Regions from separate parts of the Gasterosteus aculeatus genome. Here region 1 is linked to region 2. Evidence: chromatin contacts called from public Hi-C data. All regions are on one chromosome and are shown on one strand. The core of a region is the stretch at or near the end of the contact, and the rest is flanking DNA. Distances in the headings are between cores, read along the strand shown.

Region 1 (3,388 bases), core at 310-2,809, 78 kb after region 2:
AATATTTCTTGTATCAATATAATATATATATATTAGGAATATTATATTACATTTGGTAAATGATTGCCCGGATATATATATATATATATATATATATATATATATATATATATATATATATATATATATATATATATATATAGTCTTTATATTTATACATCTATAAATATGTGTCCATAAATGTATACATATATAAATAAATGTCTTTACATTCATATATCTGTTTTCTAACTAAATGTCAAACAGAACGAGTTTAAAACGTCTCACTGATTCATCTCTTTTAAACTCCTAAATATAAACAAGCTGAAAGGATTCCAGATCTGTTATTCATCCCCAGAATGGAGTAATATAAAAGTTTATGTGATAATAAATACACAAATTAACATCGAAGCTGAGGCAGATAAGCCGCGGGTCGTTTATTTGAATTAACTGCTGCCAGCAAACTTGTGATTGTGGCAAAAATGAATTGTTATGAATTTATTAACAGAAACCAAATGTAACCACTTCTCTCCTAGATTATTTATTCTTTTCTTTTATTTAAATTAAATAAAAAATACCTTCCGAAATGTAGTTTCCGTTGGAATTTCTTTGCATTTCTGTGATGTATTTTCTCCTTTACGCATTAACAGGAGATGTGCTGGTTGTTGACATCTTTAAACACGACAGATTCATAGCGTGTGCGCGCTTTTAGTGCAAAGTCATTTGCCATAATGCCGGTTTTGTTTTTCATAATTCATAAGTCCGGAATGTGTTTTTACTTTATGACAGCGCGACATGCCGCTTCGATCCTTTTATTCTTTTGACGTCACTAATAAACGATTTAATCAATCAGTCATATTCCCTCCTCGTCTCCTCCCGGTTTAACGCGCACGCGGCGCCGCCAGCCTCGGGCCCGGGTTTGTTTAGTTTGCCTGCGGTGTGGTGCGTGTCTGCGCACTGACCCGGGTCCATGTCCAGGCAGTGCGCCGGGTCCTCTCCGTCCGCGGCGAGGCTCTCCATGGACAGCTGCAGCTCCTTCTCCTCCCAGCCGCGCAGCTTCCTCTTCTTGTTGGAGCCGATCAGGGCCTCCACGGAGAACGCGTGGGCTCTCGAGCTCAGAGCCGCGGCCGATCGCCTCCTCTCACTCATTTCTGTCAGATCCACCCGCACCGGGGGGGAGGGAGGGAGGAGGGCTTCAGAGGAGGGGGGGGGGGAGGAATTGTCGGAAATATCCCTCTGCGTGCGTCCAACGCGGTGGTCGAATGAAGCGTAAAAATAAAAATAAAAAATAAAGGGGGTCACGCGTCGATGTTTACAGGCGCGAACTCACCAACGAGTCCAAAGTAATCCCAAAGGTGACTAGGAGCGGCGCGCGGGGCGTCCGGCGCGGCGCTGCACCATCCTGGCTGCGCGAGGGCTCGGGTCCGGGTGCGGGTGCGGGTGCGGGTCGGTGGGGGGGTTTGGGGAGGGGGAGGCGGACCGCGCGACTCTGCGTGCTTCCTCTCCGCGTCGCGCTTCTTCTCTCTCTGTCCCCCCGCAGAACTCCTCGCTGATTGATACTCGCTTCTGGGGGGGAGGGAGTTTCCCCTTTTTTTTTTTCCTTCTCGCGGGCGCGAAGGGGGGCGGGGCCTCGAGCGCGAACGCTGTCAAACAACCAGCAGTCCAATCAGGAGCGAGGAGAGACTGCGAGGCGCGGAGGTCTGTCCAATGGCAGGAGGGGGGGGGGGGGGGGGGGTGACTCTCTAACGTTTTATACGCTTTCCTGCGAAACATTAAAATAAATGAAAAATAAAACGGTTTCAGCTGAAGTTGTTTGCAAGTTTTTTTTCTGATGATGGCGATGATGATGACGCCAGCTTCATCCTGCGGGGCCCGAGTCTGTCCCCGAGGGGCCCCCCCCCCCGAGGTCCTCCGAGTCGGTTCTCTGGAGAGGGATTGTGGGTAAAATCACTTTACAGGTGAGGAGGCCGAACAGGTGTCAGAGGCAGGACGAGCCAGTCGGGGGGGTCAGAACAGAACACGAGATTTGACCACAAACCGGAGTGTTTACACTGTTTAGAGTTCTTCTCCTTCTCTCTGTTTCATCTATTTAAAATAATGTGCACAACGTAAAGTAGTTCATGAATTTTACTCCAACACATTAAAACAATTATAAGGCAGAATGACTTTACAATATTCTATTCCCACTTTTAACTAAATGAGGACGATTATTCGATTCAACTACAACCAATTCAAATAATGGATTCTGAGTTCATTCCCGAGTTTAATATTTATGTTGGGAAATATTTCTACTGCGGTCTAATTCAAAGAAGAGTTCTTTATAATTAATTGGTTATTAAGTCAGGTCCATTGGATTTATATTCCTAAATCATACATTTGTTTCGGTGGTCTATTAAAGTTCACTTACACTAACAACGTTATCAATAATAACAGTTGATAATACATATTAAATATCGCATTAAAGATGAGAATAACAATAATGCACGCAGACTATTTTATTGCATCTTTTGGGCTCAATCGTCGCTTCTTACCGCGAGGAAGAGAATTAGTTTGCGCGTCTTCAGCCTGACAGATTTCCGCAGACCACGTCGTTCTGCGTGCGTGTGCGCGCAGCGGCGGAAAACAGCCCCCCGGTTCCGACAGTTTGTTACCGCGGCGTCTGAAGAACGACGCTTTGCAAAAGGTCACCGAGCTTCACCTCAAGGGATCCAGCAACCGCGTCAATCGCGCCATTCTGTATTTAATACTAAATTAGATTGTCAGCGGAAATTTATTTTATTCTCATTTGGTTGTAGGCCTGATTCACACAACTAGCCGGGGAAATATCGTAAGTCCTTTTGTTAATTATAAATTGTTAGATGATTCTGTGCTGCTTTGCGTCGTTAACCTCGTGCAGTAAAAAACTAAAATCAACTGTTTGCAGTTTGGATTTAATTATCGGCCAAACGGTCAGACGTCCACATCCGGGACATTCAGCCCACATTTAAATACCACTCGATTCGTGTTCCAACATTCGGATCACTAACTGACAATTTCTCCTTTCAGTTTTCAGATATCATATATGTCGGTGTCGTCATTGCTCAAAAAGCACGCGTCCAGCTTTTTTGTTCTGTGACGTCAGGCCACGCAGACGGACACGTGGACGGCGCGGGCGGACACGTGCCCGTTAATATTCAATTATCGAAGGAAAGCGTTTGACCCTGCGTGACCCCTCGGGGCATTGAGACCACGCTAAAGAACCCCGAGTGGCGGCAGCTTTCCGTGCATTACGTCACCGGCTTGATCCCAACCGGAGAGGTCAGAGGTCATCGGGGGCGATCAAGAAGAAAAAAAAGCAGAAAATAAATAGTGACGATGCGATCGACGAGAAGACATTTTGAGTTTTCTTGGAGCACGAAATTGGGTTACG
Region 2 (3,907 bases), core at 1,376-3,875:
ATAAAAGTAGATAATCCATCTATGGAATTCATTTCCATATTAAGACCGACTGATGAAGAGGGAGAAAGCCTTTCTGATACTAGTATTGAATAATAATGGTTGTTTTTTGGGGGTTGGTGTATAAATCTCCCGGCTGTATTCCACAGGACTTAAATGTGTGTTTTTGTGTTCTATAAATTCTGTTCAGATGCAACACTGTTTCATTCAATTGCAGATAAATACATTTATGTAGCTTACATTTGAAAGAAAATATAAAGATTATATATATATATATATATATATATATATATATATATATAATATACACTAAGGTAATTATTTAATTTAGCATTTAATGCATTTCTAAAGGCAAAGTTAAAGTAAATAAGGCAATCAATACACAGGTAAATACACTGACTGGTGAAGAAGAGGAAGAGGAGGAAGAAGGAGTGTGAGCCTTCCAGATTCCACAAGTTATTAAATTCTGATCGGATGCAACTCGTTATTCCTCAAACAGTCTGTGAGGTTTTTTTTTAAGATACACACATTTATATACACGTGTGTGTAGACATATAATAGATTGATGCCACGTGTAAAGCAGCACAGAAACCCCTCCACACACACACACACACACGCACACACACACACACACACACACACACACATGACCGAGGTGATTTAAGCCGCTTTGTAGCCCACAGGGAGCCTTTCCGACCGGGACCCCGTGTGTGGGGGGGGGGGGGGGGGGCGTACCTAAGCTCCAGACCACCTGGTTGTGACCATGCAGAAGAGGTGTACCTCCACCTTACAACCCCCCCCCCCCTCTGGTTTAATGAACCTACGGGGGGGGGGGTGAGGTGAACTCCACCACATCAGACGTTTATTTGCTCTGGAATAATGAAGCAAACCTTCAAAATAAAGGTAGAATAACACCTCTGTTCATGTTTTAATCTCATGGCGCGCAGAAAACATGAACTCCGTATTTTAGAGGCTCGTTAAAAGGGGGGGGCGGCTGCTTTTCTGCTCTCTGGGCCGTAAATGTCACACCTCCCAAAATGAAAAACCCTTCAGGAAAAATCCCAGAGGATTATTCACGTCCAACGTGGGATTTTTGACAAATACCCTTAGAGGAGACTTTAGAGAGAACATTAGAGAGGTGCTTTTCATTGAGTTCCATGTATAGAAAGATATTTTAAAAAGTCGCAGTGACGAGAAACACCACAATCCTCTAACTTTATATAATTTAATCAAAGCAGCTGATTCATATCGAGCATAAACTTGACTAACTCCCTGACTTTGTAGAAAAGTCAAACTTTTTCGGCACTAACTAATGTTTCTATCTGCAAGCCGCAGTTTCCCAGTTCAGGATCTCAGTGTGCGGTTTTTCGGTAAATTTAACGAGGCCCGAGGAAATGAGATGTGATGTGTCTGTGCATGCAAGCTTCTCGGAAATAATTAAAAATATAATTTAATTAAAAAATAGAAATGAATCATTAAAATTAAGTAAGAATTAAAATTATATATATAATAAAATAGTAAGGAAAATCATTGTTGACATTGAACGATGGGCTAGAGTTACTGTTAAATTTATTTTTATGAATGAAATCTTTGCCACTTTGACTTCTGAGAAGAGGAGACTGGAATAAAGAGGTACAGATGAGTCACTAGATGGCAGTGCTGCCTTTTATTTGACTGGTTCCTGCCCCCCCCCCTCCACCCTCCTCTCTGGATCTCTGCTCTCAGGTCCTGCTCCACGTCGGGGGCCTCCTGCCACCTGCTGCAGCGCTCAGCCCACAACGGCCCGAGAGTCCACAGCCCCTTTAGAGCTACTGGGGGTCAAAGGTCATTCATTATCTCTGCAAATATTTCCACAAATACCTGTTAGTGTCATTTTCTGTTAGTGATGCGATCTCCCTCCTTCTGTTGGATAAAATACCCCTCGACTCTTTGGAGGCCGTGGCACCGTACGCGCTGATGGACAGGAGGTCGAGTTACGCGCCGCTTACGTCTGTCATCGGACGCTCCGCCTGACATTATATTATTATTATATACTGCAGGGCCTCGAGCTGCTGACTTGACGTGGAGGCCGGCGAATGTGATACGAGCTATAAATGTTTTCCACTTGAGATAGACGTCGTTGGCAGTGACAGGCTCCCCGTTGCCGCGGCGCGATTTCCTCTCCAGACTCGAGCGGAGGGATACAACAACTATTATTTTATTAGTTTAAACATGGACCATGTCTGCACCATTCTTTAAGTTGAATTTGAATGTATGACTTATATCTTCACTTTTATTTGAGTTAAGATCTGAGGAATTAGATTGTATTTCATATGTTTCCATCGTAAAAAAACCTCAAATTTACTCAAACAAACTAATAATAGTCAGTCAACCCACCTGTCACCCCACCAGTCACCCTTCCAGTCACCCTTCCAGTCACCCCACCAGTCACCCTTCCAGTCACCCTTCCAGTCACCCCACCAGTCACCCTTCCAGTCACCCCACCAGTCACCCTTCCAGTCAACCCACCAGTCACCCTGCAAGTCCCCCTTCCAGTCACCCCACAGTCACCCTACCAGTCACCCCACCAGTCACCCTACCAATCAATCTACAGTCACCCCACCATTCACCCTACAAGTCCCCCTTCCAGTCACCCTACCAATCAATCGACCAGTCACCCTACCAGTCACCCCACCTGTCACCCCACCAGTCACCCCACCATTCACCCCACCAGTCACTGTACCAGTCAACCCACCAGTCACTGTACAAGTCCCCCTTCCAGTCACCCCACTAGTCACCCGACCAGTCACTCTACCAATCACCCCACCAGTCACCCTACCAATCCCCCCACCAGTCACCCTACCAGTCACCCTTCCAGTCAACCCACCAGTCACCCTACAAGTCCCCCTTCCAGTCACCCTACCAATCAATCGACCAGTCACCCTACCAATCAATCGACCAGTCACCCTACCAGTCACCCCACCAATCACCCCACCAGTCACCCCACCATTCACCCCACCAGTCACTGTACCAGTCAACCCACCAGTCACTGTACAAGTCCCCCTTCCAGTCACCCCACTAGTCACCCGACCAGTCACTCTACCAATCACCCCACCAGTCACCCTACCAATCACCCCACCAGTCACCCTACCAATCACCCCACCAGTCACCCTACCAATCACCCCACCAGTCACCCCACCATTCACCCCACCAGTCACTGTACCAGTCAACCCACCAGTCACTGTACAAGTCCCCCTTCCAGTCACCCCACTAGTCACCCGACCAGTCACTCTACCAATCACCCCACCAGTCACCCTACCAATCACCCCACCAGTCACCCCACCTGTCACCCCACCAGTCACTGTACCAGTCAACCCACCAGTCACTGTACAAGTCCCCCTTCCAGTCACCCCACTAGTCACCCGACCAGTCACTCTACCAATCACCCCACCAGTCACCCTACCAATCACCCCACCAGTCACCCCACCAATCACCCCACCAGTCACCCTACCAATCACCCCACCAGTCACCCTGATGGGGTGACGTGCAGGCGGCCATGAATGTTTCGTTTCCCTGAGTTTCTTTTAACCTGTCAGCTGTCCTCAGATATTTCACTCGCCGTTCTTTGATTTTTGTTTGCGGGAAAAAAAAACTTCTATTGCAGCTTTTTTTAGTAGAAAAAAAAGGCCGATTCACTACAAAATATTTGTAGTAAATTTGTCAAACAAAACACCTTAAACTATAATGATTTTGAGTTGCTTACTTTCACTGTAAACAGTGTGATACAATTTGTTCATTTATTCGTATGTTGGTGCTTTTTCCAAAAATTAGACAAAAAGTCTTTGTTTCTTAGAGACTGCGAGGAGCTTTTATTATGTGTTGATTGTGTCCACACATTATTCCTGTGGACTAACGTGTCAGTGTCTCTTCT

The links. Hi-C and Micro-C count contacts between places; a contact is called where the count stands out from the background.
Region 1: a contact with region 2 is called in a Hi-C map of skeletal muscle, with 2.8 times the contacts expected there. The contact joins the promoter of tbx15 here to the enhancer-like site in region 2. A contact is called at or near these places in 2 of 6 Hi-C or Micro-C datasets (skeletal muscle and whole body).

Annotation. Positions count from the first base shown.
Region 1 is chr16:18,781,418-18,784,805 of fGasAcu3.hap1.1, forward strand. tbx15 (T-box transcription factor 15) reads right to left here and starts at 1,560. Exons shown (of 8, transcript XM_078090861.1): 1 at 942-1,560. The coding sequence starts at 1,128. LOC144388802 (a long non-coding RNA gene) reads left to right here and starts at 1,789. Exons shown (of 2, transcript XR_013453044.1): 1 at 1,789-1,937.
Region 2 is chr16:18,701,931-18,705,837 of fGasAcu3.hap1.1, forward strand. No RefSeq gene overlaps it. Among protein-coding and RNA genes, the nearest start is that of wdr3, 12 kb to the left of the region's middle. Within about 2 kb of position 2,626, at least 1 of the 9 cell types and tissues checked has open chromatin away from gene starts, as enhancers often do.